Linked DNA regions of Mus musculus: region 2 is linked to region 1. Evidence: chromatin contacts called from public HiChIP or PLAC-seq data. All regions are on one chromosome and are shown on one strand. The core of a region is the stretch at or near the end of the contact, and the rest is flanking DNA. Distances in the headings are between cores, read along the strand shown.

Region 1 (6,633 bases), core at 1,531-4,030:
GGTTCCTCTCATCCCACCCCCACCCCCATGCTGCCTGAACCTCGAGGGTGCTTTCTTTAACAACCCACAGAAGCCGTGTGTCACCCCATTTTGCACATCATGATCTGAAGGAAAAGTTGCTTGCTGACAGGCTTGGATGGGTGTGTTTGTCTAGTGCAATGTTTTGAGTTATTTGTAGCGTTTAAGATATTTCATTAAAAAAATCTCTATTTTCGGCTGCTCTTAACAAACCAAATCTTTTGGAAGATTTGGCATCTCTTAGGTTTCAAAGGAACCAGGAACAAATGGCTAACTGGGGTGCCTATTAATAGATCAGAACAGTTGCTGGCCATTTCTCCCAGCATCCCTCAGTACCTGTGGCTCCTCTCAGCACTTCTCACCCTGCCCCCTAGCCTAAACCTCTCCAGCCAAGGGGCTGGTCTTCTCTTCCATCCAGCTTCAGATGACTATGTGACTCAGTCATTTCGTGCCCTCGTGGTCCCTTAGTCTCTTGGTTTGCTTCTCTTCGTGTGCTGCTGGCTCCTCTCTCAGTCAGCTTGTCCCGACTTCTCTTTCTCTCTTATCTTCTTGCTCTCTTCTCATGGCCCAGTGCAGCCTAGACCCTTCCAGATGCCTCTGGCTGGGCTCTCCCTCACGTCTGTAATCAAGCCTTCTCATCAACAATACCTGAGAGTAGTCATATCGTCCTTTTCATTCAGGCCTCACTATTGAAGATGCTACCCGCACTTGGCTAGAGCCCAGGAGTGGCTGTTTCTTTCAGGTAGGCTGTGGCTTCTCAGTTTCCCATAGTCCGCATGACTCACTGCTGCTCTCTTCTTACAGAACCACGTTCATTGTCAACTGGTGTTATTTACTCATATTGTCTTCCTTGTCTCGGAGGCCCTTTTCTGTTGCTGCAATAAAATAAAAGCGTGACTCACTTTGCTAGTGAACAGAGGCTAGTTAACTTTGAAGGGGGTGGGGACAGTTCATTGAAACTCACAATTTTGGAGTCCAAGAAAGTCCAAGATTAGGGGAATCCCCCTGATCTGGTCTCTGGTCGGGACTCCTTTGTCTGGGTCAACCACATCCTGGCAGAAGCACATGAGAAAGTGAGAAACCATGAAGCAAGTTGGAGCCTAGGAGGTTGATCCAGGGGCTTGTACACATTCTTTCTTTCTTTCTTTCTTTCTTTCTTTCTTTCTTTCTTTCTTTCTTTCTTTCTTTCTTTCTTTCTTTCTTTCTTTCGTCTTTGCTGACTGGCTTTCTTTAGTTTGTTTTGAAACAAGATCTGACCCAGAGTCCAGCCAATTCACTCTGTAGCCCAGGTTTGCCCTGAACTCCTAAATACTAGGATTTGCAGGCATGAGGTAGGATGCCCAGCTCTGGGCAAGCACCCTTACAGCAGCTCAAATGAGAATTCACTAGGGTCCTGAGAGCATCTCATTAGCTTTATCCTGGAAGAGAACCTTCAGCCAAGCAATCACTTCCCACCAGGCCTCTCATCTTAGAGGTTCCAACATGCCTTAGCATCCATCACCTTACTGGGGACCAAGCTGTGAACACCTGAGCTCTCTAGGACACTCTCAAACCCTGTCTAAACCACATCACCCACTTCCAACCAAACCTCGTCAATTTGTGTTCCAACTGTTCTGTCTTCAGGATGACCAGAAGTGCAAACTCACAGAAGACGGTTATAGACATGCAAAGGAGTTCATTTTATTTGTCTATACTGGGATGCAACAAGCCACAGATCTTAGCACTCAGAAGAAGACATTCAGTTGGCTCAGGCACTCAGCCTATGGGCTGAAGGTCAGCTATGGGCTGAGCTCAGCTTGGGGGTGGCTAAGTGACTGTCTTCCTGGGCGTCTCATGATCTTCTTGGACTGGTAGCTGTCCAGGGAATCTTCTTCCCATGGTAAAGGCAGAGGCACCAGAGAGAAATCAACACACAGTGATTTCTACCATTTTCTATGGCCAGCAAGTCAAATGACCAAACTCAAGGTCAGATACTGGGATCACATTTCTGCCCACAACTGTTGGGTTAGATGGCATTCGTGTAGAGAGGCGTACCTTCTCTTGTCTTGTCTTTTGTCTACCTGTAGATGATTGGTGGATCCTTGGAATTTCATTGCCTGGAAAGCTGTCTGTCTGGGGATTTGACCCCTGAACAGAATAGTCATTTGTTTATGATGAAAGAATTTGGTAGAATGGTACTATCAATTACATTTTTTGAAGACTCAAAATCAAAGGTCAATTATATGGGTAGATGGGATTCAACCACCTTCAAAATACTGAATTCCGAGGCTTGGGTGTCTCCCTGGTTGGTGGCATGCTACATAAATTGTCATACCTCATGGCCAGGACGAGCAATGCCACCTATGGCTCCACAGGCAGAAGACTCCTGGAGTTCCACGTTCTCTCCTCCTCTGGACTAGGTACTATGCAACCTTCCTTCACTGTACCCTTTATCCTGTAACCCTTCACCGTGAGCAGCTGGACTCATGGATATAACAGTCTTCGGTGCTTTCTGAGTATCCTTGCAGTGAGTTAGCATGTGAAGGGCTGGGTTTGAGGGACCCTCTCAAATGTGGTCTAGTGTTCTGTCCTAGTCTCTGACTTTGCAGATGGCATTAACAGTGTCACACGGAAACATGGAAGGGTGGAGATGGAGCTATAAACTGCCACACACCCCGGCCTCCCAAGGACTTCTCTGCTCACTTTCTGTCCATCACTGAGCATTCTCCGTGTGCCTGGTGCTGTTCTAGGATCTGAAACTAGTTGAGGCGGGGTGAGGAAGACACAGCTGTGAATTCTAGTGAAGACAGAGTCCACACACGCAGAGGAATGTGTGAGAGGCGAGACTGTGAGGATAACTGAGGGTCAACACACCAAAGGGAGGCAGTGAGGATCAGCTTTTCAAGTGGCGCACTTAGGAAAGCCACTTCTGGGGCTGAAGAGATGGCTCCATGGTAACGAGGGCTTTTTCCTGATTCCAGAGGACCCGCATCACTGGGGTACACAACTGCCTGTTACTCTAGCTCCAGGGGGGCGGGTCAATCTGACTCCTTCTGAAGCCTCAGAAGGTGCCCTTCCCCCTGACGCACACACTAAAGTAAAAGACATTTCTGGGAAAGTGACATTTGAACAGACTTGAGCAAAAGAGGAAGCTGGGTCTGTGATTCAGGCCATACAGATTCTAGAGAGAGGGGCCCCCACAATACCCCCCAAATCTCCCAACCCCCTTCCCCCACCACCCAGGGTCAACATTCACAAACACTCATTCAGTGGAAAGCTCCTTCGCCTGGTCTTTAGAGGGCTATGTGGCTCAGCGGAGAAGCTGAACAGGTGAGCCTTCCCTCCCACAGGCCCCTAGAGTCAGGCCTGAGGCAAGTTTCTCTGCCTTGTGTTTGTGTGTGACAGGCCAGATGACCACACGCTCCACCCTGAAATCATCCCAGTGCTGCCGCTCCTCCTCAGACAATGGCCAGCAGTGTTTCCAAGTGTTACTAGATTCTCAAGGAAAAAAAAAAAAGGTCAAAAAGAAAGATTCTGGAAATAAAAGTTATTTCTATTCATTTCTTCAGCCCTATCAGTTAATAAATAAGCCCCTCTTTGGAAAGTACAGGGTGACTAAGAATTAACCTTGAGGGGAAAACCTAGTGGGGAAATTTGACTAAAAACCATGGCTTACAGGCCCACGCTTTGGCTTCCCTCTCAGCCTCTTCTCAAGGCCTGTGGGCATCCTGGTGTTAAAGTGTAAGTGGTTGGAGGGTGTTTACAAAAGCCCCCGGCGAGTGGAATCTTTGTTGGCTAAGCTGACTTAAGTGTTCTTCCTACCTCAGAGAAGTCCCCTCAGGAGGCAAACTTGGGGCAAAGGGGAACCTCCTAGCTCCCTTTTATGAGACTTCCTCATCCTTGAGACTAAGAAGACAGTGTTGGGGGTGGACAGTGGGGTCAGGAGCATAGGGGGTTAACTACCCCCCCCCATACCCACAGCAGTGGGACAGCGGCAGCCTTCAGGGAAACTGCGCCTTGGCAGCCTCAAGCCCAGTTACAGGTTTCTGATGAGCTCAGCATCTGGGGACATCTGGGGACATCTGAGGACCACCCACGTTTTCCCCTCCAGAGAGGATTTTGCTTAAAAGGCAAACCTTACTCTCATTTCCTTTTTCTCCCCATCCTTTCCCTTACCCCCCCAAACCATGGCTTACTTATTATTCTCTTTCTTTGTACCCCCATGCTCCTTCTTCAGCTCCTAAGAGGGAAACTTTGAATTTGGGAATAAGGTTGTTTCTCAACCTTCTTAATACCACAACCCTTTAATACAGTTCCTCATGTTGTGGTGACCCCCCCCCCAACCCCAGCCATGAAGTTATTCCATTGCTACTTTATAACTGTAATTTTGCTACTGTTATGGATTGTAATGTAAATTGTTCTTGGAGCTAGTGGTTTGCCAATGGGATCATGACCAACAGGTTGAGAAACACTGTTCTAGAACTTTCTCTCCTGACATCCAAACCGACCAGAGCCTGAAACAGCAAGCAGTAAAAATTAAATTAAAATTTTAAACACGTCTTCCTGCTGTGCTTTCTGAGAGAAAACAAAACAAAACAAAACAAAACAAAACAAAACAAAACAAAACAACAACAAACCTCCCAAGGGTTTCAGCATAGGCAGTGAAGGGAACAGACTAGCTTGGGGTTTCACCCGAGGTTAACAAGAATCTGCCCTTGGCAGTGTTGGTGTAACCACAACGCTTGCGGATGAGTGAGGTTTTTTTCTTCATAACTAAGTAGGAAGAAGCAGTCAGTGGTTTCCAAAGGGCATGAAGCTCTTTCTTTCTGCTCACTTTTCCTGTTCCTTCCCAGTGAAAGCAAAGATCAACTCCTCTCTGGTGTGAAGTGTGAAGAAACATTCAGGGAAATGCTTTCACCGGAATGTGGACCCAAGTTGCACCGGAAATGCTTCACATGGAAAACCCTTCATCAGAAACAGTTTTTTTTTTAATTTGATATTTTCTTTATTTACATTTCAAATGTTATCCCCTTTCCTAGTTTCCTCTCCGAAAATCCCCCATCCCCTTCTGCCTCCCGCTGCTCCCTAACCCACCCACTCTGATTCCTGGTCCTGGCACTCCCCTACACTGGGCATAGAGCCTTTATAGGACCAAGGGCCTCTCCTCCCATTGATGACTGACTAGGCCATCCTCTGCTACAAATATAGCTAGAGCCATAAGTTCCACCATGTGATTTCTTTGATTGGTGGTTTAGTTCCAAGGAGCTCTGAGGGTACTCATTAGTTCATATTGATGTTCCTCCTATGGGGCTTCAGACCCTTCCAGCTCCCTGGGTATTTCTCTGGCTCCTTCATTGGGGACCTTGTGCTTCGTCCAATGGATGACTGTGAGCATCCATTTCTGTATTTGTCAGGCACTGGCTGAGCCTCGCAGGAGACAGCTATTTCAGGCTCCTGTCAGCAGACTCTTGTTGGCATGTGCCTAGTGTCTGGGTTTGGTGATTGTTTATGGGGTGGATCCCCAAGTGGGGCAGACTCTGGATGGTCATTCCTTCAGGCTCTGCTCTGAACTTTGTCACTGTAACTCCATCCATGGGTATTTTGTTCCCCATTCTAAGAAGGAACGAAGTATCCACACTTTGGTTTTCCTTCTTCTAGAGTCAGAAACAGTTTTATACTCAGTATGAGGGGATTAGAGCCCGAGGAAGGATAAGTGCAAACAAACACTTTGGTGTGTCTGTGGCGTGGGAGGGGACGTTGTGAAGTCACACAGATCACGTAGCTTGTCAACAGTGTGAGTTATGACAAACATGTTTTGGAACCTTCTAGAAATGCTGAATAAAGTTTTCCTCTCATACAGTTGCTCTGGCGAGAAGGTGAGTGATGTCTGAGGGCTGGAAGCGAAGGAAGAACTGGGAACTGGTTTGAACTGAGTTTGGCCTGCTGGGTTGAGATGGGCGAGAGCAGTTGCCAGGGTTGGGGTCTTGGGAGTCCCACCTCAGTGACCAGCAGGGGCACAGGAGGAGCCCTGGGCATGGAGAAGAAGAACAGGCAGCCACTGCAGACTATCACTGTGTGTGAAATGGAACGGAGTGCAGGCACTCTGGGATATTAGAGATAGGGGTGGCAACACTAATTGATTTTTATCATAATTATAATATATAACGTAGATATAATAATAGTAATAATAATTATAATAGATATAATTAAAATAAGCAGAAAACAGTTCTGCTTATTAAAACACACGATGAAGGCAGTCATTTAAAAGCAATAATAGACTTGCACTGCGGTATACCCCTGTAGTCTCAGCTCTCAGGGGAGGTGGAGGCAGGAGGATCAGTCCTTTAAGGTCATTCTCAGCTGTCATGTGAGTTTGAGGCTAACAGGGACACGTGATACCTTTGTGCATCATATCTATCTATCTATCATCTATCTATCTATCTATCTATCTATCTATCTATCTATCTATCATCTCTGTATGCATGTATATATTCATATAATACATATATATATGTATGTGTATATGTATATGCATACACACATATATAAGTTAAAAATTTTATGAAGCAAAATAGGACAGAATTTTAAAGGTCAGCAGATAATTTTACAGTCACAGAGTAAAAATTTAACACATCT
Region 2 (6,633 bases), core at 3,000-5,499, 1.3 Mb after region 1:
ATTCCTTTCTAAATATTCTTAGACATGTATATTCTTTTAAAGAAGTATCCAGAATTCTAAACAATAAAACTTGCACAATTTCTTACTTTAGTTTTGAGACAGGGTCTCATTATGTAGCCTGGAATTTGCTAGAGCCCAGTCTGGCCTTTAACTCACACAAACCTACCTGTCTCTCCCTCTCGAGTGCTGGGATTAAAGGCACGTGGCACGTGGCACCACACCTGACTACACTTTCTTACTGAAGAGTAAGACTATTTCAGCTTAGTATCTTTGATAAATGTTTACTGAAAACTTACAAATACCAAAAGAAGGTACCAGCATATGCTAACACACACACACACACACACACACACACACACACACACACACACACACACACATATCTCCTTTCCTTAATAGAACTTAGAAAATCTTGCTTAATGATGTTTCTGGACTGCCAGGTTGCAATCATTCAACTACATTGTTGAGCCATGTACCAGAGCCTCCATTCCTTCTCCACCTTGGTGGACTGTGTCCCTGTAAACTGCATGGTACTGGTATAGAGACAGACAAGTAGACCAATGGAATAGAATTGAAGACCCAGAAATGAACCCACACACCTATGGTCACTTGATCTTTGACAAGGGAGCTAAAACCATCCAGTGGAAGAAAGACAGCATTTTCAACAATTGGTGCTGGCACAACTGGTTGTTATCATGTAGAAGAATGCGAATCGATCCATACTTATCTCCTTGTACTAAGGTCAAATCTAAATGGATCAAAGAACTTCACATAAAACCAGAGACACTCAAACTTATAGAGGAGAAAGTGGGGAAAAGCCTTGAAGATATGGGCACAGGGGAAAAATTCCTGAACAGAACAGCAATGGCTTGTGCTGTAAGATCGAGAATTGACAAATGGGACCTAATGAAACTCCAAAGTTTCTGCAAGGCAAAAGACACCATCAGTAAGACAAAAAGACCACCAACAGATTGGGAAAGGATCTTTACCTATCCTAAATCAGATAGGGGACTAATATCCAACATATATAAAGAACTCAAGAAGGTGGACTTCAGAAAAGCAAATAACCCCATTAAAAATGGGGCTCAGAACTGAACAAAGAATTCTCACCTGAGGAATACCGAATGGCAGAGAAGCACCTGAAAAAATGTTCAACATCCTTAATCATCAGGGAAATGCAAATCAAAACAACCCTGAGATTCCACCTCACACCAGTCAGAATGGCTAAGATAAAAAATTCAGGTGACAGCAGATGCTGGCGAGGATGTGGAGAAAGAGGAACACTCCTCCATTGTTGGTGGGATTGCAGGCTTGTACAACCACTCTGGAAATCCGTCTGGCGGTTCCTCAGAAAATTGGACATAGTACTACCGGAGGATCCAGCAATACCTCTCCTGGGCATATATCCAGAAGATGCCCCAACTGGTAAGAAGGACACATGCTCCACTATGTTCATAGCAGCCTTATTTATAATAGCCAGAAACTGGAAAGAACCCAGATGCCCCTCAACAGAGGAATGGATACAGAAAATGTGGTACATCTACACAATGGAGTACTACTCAGCTATTAAAAAGAATGAATTTATGAAATTCCTAGCCAAATGGATGGACCTGGAGGGCATCATCCTGAGTGAGGTTACACATTCACAAAGGAACTCACACAATATGTACTCACTGATAAGTGGATATTAGCCCAAAACCTAGGATACCCAAGATATAAGATACAATTTCCTAAACACATGAAACTCAAGAAAAATTAAGACTGAAGTGTGGACACTATGCCCCTCCTTAGAAGTGGGAACAAAACACCCTTGGAAGGAGTTACAGAGACAAAGTTTGGAGCTGAGATGAAAGGATGGACCATGTAGAGACTGCCATATCCAGGGATCCACCCCATAATCAGCATCCAAACGCTGACACCATTGCATACACTAGCAAGATTTTATCGAAAGGAGCCAGATGTAGCTGTCTCTTGTGAGACTATGCCGGGGCCTAGCAAACACAGAAGTGGATGCTCACAGTCAGCTAATGGATGGATCATAGGGCTCCCAATGGAGGAGCTAGAGAAAGTACCCAAGGAGCTAAAGGGATCTGCAACCCTATAGGTGGAACAACATTATGAACTAACCAGTACCCCGGAGCTCTTGACTCTAGCTGCATATGTATCAAAAGATGGCCTAGTCGGCCATCACTGGAAAGAGAGGCCCATTGGACACGCAAACTTTATATGCCCCAGAACAGGGGAACGCCAGGGCCAAAAAGGGGGAGTGGGCGGGTAGGGGAGTAGGGGTGGGTGGGTAATTTTGGTATAGCATTGGAAATGTAAATGAGCTAAATACCTAATTTAAAAAAAAACTGTAAAATTGGGGGCTGGAGAGATGGCTCAGCCGTTAAGAGCACGGACTGCTCTTCCAGAGGTCCTAAGTTCAATTCCCAGCTACCACATGGTGGCTCACAACCATCTGTACAGCTACAGTGTGCATATATACATAAAAACAAATAAATAAAGCCACCATGTGGTTGCTAGGAATTGAACTCAAGACCTTTGGAAGAGCAGTCCATCCTCTTAACCACTGAGCCATCTCTCCAGCCACCAACATCCTTGTTTCTTATGCCTTTGGATTGTTATCTTGTGGCTGTTTTGTCTACTATTCATGTTCAGGCTTTTGTATATGGACCCGTTTTTCATTTCTTTGTGGAGGGTGGGGGTGGATGTACATAAGAGTAGAATGCTCAAGCATATAGTGGTTCTATATCAAATGTTTGGAAGTAATGCCAAACTGATTTCCACAGCACTTGCAATGTTTCATAATCTCATTAGGAAAGTATCAGATTTCAGTTTCTCTGTGTCCTCATCATCATGAGATATATTTTGAAAAGTTTTCCTGGAACTCTGAGACAGCTCAGGATAGTTTAAATGATCTGGTTGCTTGAACATCATTTTTACCCTCAACTTGGGATCACAGAACTGTTAATATAGAGCAGTGTTTCTTAGTCAGGGTTTGTATTCCTGCACAAAACATTATGACCAAGAAGCAAGTTGGGGAGGAAAGGGTTTATTCAGCTTATACTTCCACATGGCTGTTCATCACCAAAGGAAGTCAGCACAGGAACTCACACAGGACAGGAACCTGGAGGCAGGAGCTGATGCAGAGGCCATGGAGGGGTGCTGCTTACTGGCTTGCTTCCCCTGGCTTGCTCAGCTTGCTTTCTTATAGAACACAGGACTACCAGCCCAGGGATGGCACCACCCACAATGGGCTGGGCCCTCCCTCCTTGATCACTAATTGAGAAAATGCCTTTCAGCTGGATTTCATGGAGGCATTTCCTCAAGGGAGGCTCCTTTCTCTGTGATAACTCCAGCTTGTGTCAATTTGGCACACAAAACCCAGCCAGTGCACAGTGTTTCTGCACTGAGAACAACGCCGAACACCTATTTATCCCGCATTCACACCTGTTTAACCTTACGGCTGTTTTTGACGATCCATTTCTCTCTCTCCACCATGCAATTCCAATCTTGTGAAAATTCCCATTTGCTCTCATCATTTCATAAATCTCAAAATTGGACCAAAAAAAATCATAAGAGACAAGACTTGAACGTAGGTTCATTTGTGTGTATTGTTTTTGTTTTTGTGATACCGAGGGGTCCATGAATTTAGATTGCAGAAATCCAAAGTAGAGACTTGGTCTCCCACCCACGCGTAAAGGGCACCTTATCTGAATGGGGTCCCTTGCACTGAGAAAGACAAGTTGTTTTAAAAAGTGTAGTTAGTCTCTATCGTCAGCAGAGGGCAGACCTCAGCAGCCTGAGAGCTGGTAGCCAGGATGCGATCTTGACACCGCGTTGCGTCTCTGAGGGCCTGCAGGGGGCGCTGCAGCTCACATCAGCTGCCAAGGACGCTGCCGTCACCAGCTGCTGGCTTCTGGCTGTTGCTACTGTTCCTCACATGAAGCTGGGGGAAAGAATTCATCATTTGAGAGGTTGAGAGAGGAAAGGGCACGCTGCTGTCTTCCTCAAGACACTGGCCTGCTGCAGACATCCGGGAGGTTTACATTTTTGGGATTCAATTCGGTCATCTGAATTTATCATGGCTACAAAGAATATAAAGTCAAAGAAAAAAAATTGTATGTTAAAGTTTTCTAGTGACAGTGTACTTTTCTGAACACGGAACTAAAAAGGATAAACAGCCGCGGGCTAGGGACAAGGTTGAGTGACCCCCATCAGGACCTCCACGGGAACGTTTCCTGCTGTGAGTCAGTTTCTTCAGGGAGAGCAAGAGATGGAAACTCCATCTGACAGACCTGATACCGACTCTGGAGTTCTAAAATAGAACTCTGACACGTTTGGGCTAAACGCCTTCTCCTAGGAAGCAAGATTCTCGGCTCTGCATTTCAGAGGCAGATACTGGGGAAGACTGGTTGCTTGGGTTTTTAGGGTTTCTTGAGGTTCATCCGCATCTAGAACTGATGTGTGAATTGTGTTATTTCTTGGCCTATCATGCCTATATGCAAGCTATTCTGCTATAATAAATGAGGCTATTTAACTTTTTTTTTCTGTTTTCTTTTTCTTTTTTTTCTTTTTCTGTTTTTGAGAAAAAGTCTTATTCTACAGCCCAGGCTGGCTTGACATCCTGTAACCCAAGCTGTCCTCAGTCTGCTGACACCGCTCCCCGCTCAGCTCTCAGCCTCCCTCAGTGCATACACTACGTCCCCTTAAAGGACTTAACACTTTTGAGGAAGTCTTTATGGTCCTCGTTTTTTTAAAAACAAGAAAGCCACAGCTGTTAAAGTTCAAAGTCACGGAGTGAACCCCTGACAGAGGAGAAAATGCCACAAAATGGCTAATCTCCCTTCAGGGCTGTTGACAGTTAGTGTGCTAGTATCAACCGGTGTTATCACATTCCTCAGAAGAGGCCTGGCAGATGAGGGGCAGGATGCCCACTTACATTTAGATTCCCGGCAAAGAGCAAATACCCTTTAGTCACACCCAAAATATTGCACAGGACATGCATACTTTTCCCGACCCCAGTAGACAGTTGTGGAGGAAGAGATTTCTCTCTCCTCCCATCACTAGATTTCGATTGGAGACTTACAACAGATTAACAAGAGAACAGTATAACAAATTGATTTTGTGTGTGTGTGTGTGTGTGTGACCTGGGAGACCAGAAACAAAGGCCCAAAGAATGAGAGAAGTTGTTTTTATCTGTGTGTGTGTGTGTGTGTGTGTGTGCCTCTCTCTGTCTCTGTGTGTGTGTCTGTCTCTGTCTCTTTCTGTCTCTCTGTGTCTCTGTCTCTCTCTGTGAAGGCATCTCTGAGTATCTTCTTCTATCCTGCTCCATTTTACTTTTTTGAGACAAGATCTCTTCACCAACCTGGAACTTGCTGTTTAGCCCAGATTAGCTGACCAGCGAGCCCCCGATTTCCTCTTGTCTGCCTCTGGGTGAGATATAGGTGCAAGAGATCTGACCTCAGACCCTCAGGCTTGCTCACTAATTACTTTATCCATTGGGCCACGCCCCATCACTGAGATACTGTAATCTTGTAGGCACTTATGTAGAGGTATGATTGCTCAAAAGGATGTGATCTGAGGCTGATAGGCTGGGAGAACTCAGACACTTCTCAGTGGCCCTGGAGCTTTGGAGAGAAGGGTGCTCCTTTACCTCCAGTGTAGGAAGAACGCCTATCAAATGAAGGACTTGAGATCTGTTTCAGGATGGAAGGGGGTCGGGGGAGAAAGAGTTTCCTGCTCTGTTAGTTACTTTATCATCGTGCTAGCCAAATACCTTTTGGGAATAAAGGAGGAGGATGTATTCTGGCTCATGGTTTCATAGGGTGCAGTCCGTACTTACTGGTCTCCATCACAGCACCAAAGACTTAAGCAGAACATCATGTACCAGGAGTAGAGGGCGGCTGTTTACATCACAGAGGCAGCTAGTAAGAGTATGCGTGGATTGTGCGTGGCCGGTCATACTTTTAGTCCAGTACTTGGAAGGCAGAAGCAAGCAGATGTCAGCAAGTTCCAATCCAGCTTGATCAACATAGGAAGGTCTCTCTCTCTCACACACACACACACACACACACACACACACACACAGACACACACAGACACACACAGACACACACACTACCAGAGACCTAACCCCCTACCCTGACTATTTTTCTAACTAGTTCCCGCCCCTTAAATTCCCACCTCTTAAAAAACCTCCGTCATTTATGGGCTGAGCCTGCAGATCACTAATCTATATGGGACATTTCTCAACCAAACCATTTCTGTTGTTTTCTTAATGCTAAGATGCTGTATTTTGTTATGTCCTGAACCCCATCACAATTCGACCTTAAAACTACGAGCCTGGGGCGAACCCACGCTGCTCTTAAAATTCTACCGTGAGGTACCCTACAGGTCTATGGTTAATTTATGTTGGAGAGAGATTTCTGAGAAAGGCAAAGGTTTCCAAAACACACTAGACGGTTTGCAAGGAAAACAACCATTCAGGCACATCAAACCCGGTTACAAAAGAGAACAGTGAGAGTTGGCAATGTGGGATTCTGGGGAGCGACTGGCTGGTGCGCTTGGGCTAGGTCGGTGATACACTTTGAAGGCATAAGTAACAGGATAGTGAACTTTATGGGGCTT

Evidence for each region. HiChIP or PLAC-seq counts read pairs in DNA pulled down with a chosen protein or histone mark.
Region 2: an H3K27ac HiChIP or PLAC-seq map of microglia shows a contact between it and region 1, with 6 times the contacts expected there. The contact joins two enhancer-like sites. A contact is called at or near these places in 4 of 39 promoter capture datasets (the HPC-7 cell line, embryonic stem cells, liver and 1 more) and 1 of 115 datasets of contacts at active chromatin or transcription factors (microglia).

Annotation. Positions count from the first base shown.
Region 1 is chr13:43,774,466-43,781,098 of GRCm38.p6, forward strand. No RefSeq gene overlaps it. Among named protein-coding and RNA genes, the nearest start is that of Cd83, 7.3 kb to the right of the region's middle. Within about 2 kb of position 2,781, at least 42 of the 459 cell types and tissues checked have an H3K27ac peak or open chromatin away from gene starts, as enhancers often do. A contact at or near this core is called in microglia, where this site is marked.
Region 2 is chr13:45,027,187-45,033,819 of GRCm38.p6, forward strand. No RefSeq gene overlaps it. Among named protein-coding and RNA genes, the nearest start is that of Gm23104, 4.2 kb to the left of the region's middle. Within about 2 kb of position 4,250, at least 60 of the 459 cell types and tissues checked have an H3K27ac peak or open chromatin away from gene starts, as enhancers often do. A contact at or near this core is called in microglia, where this site is marked.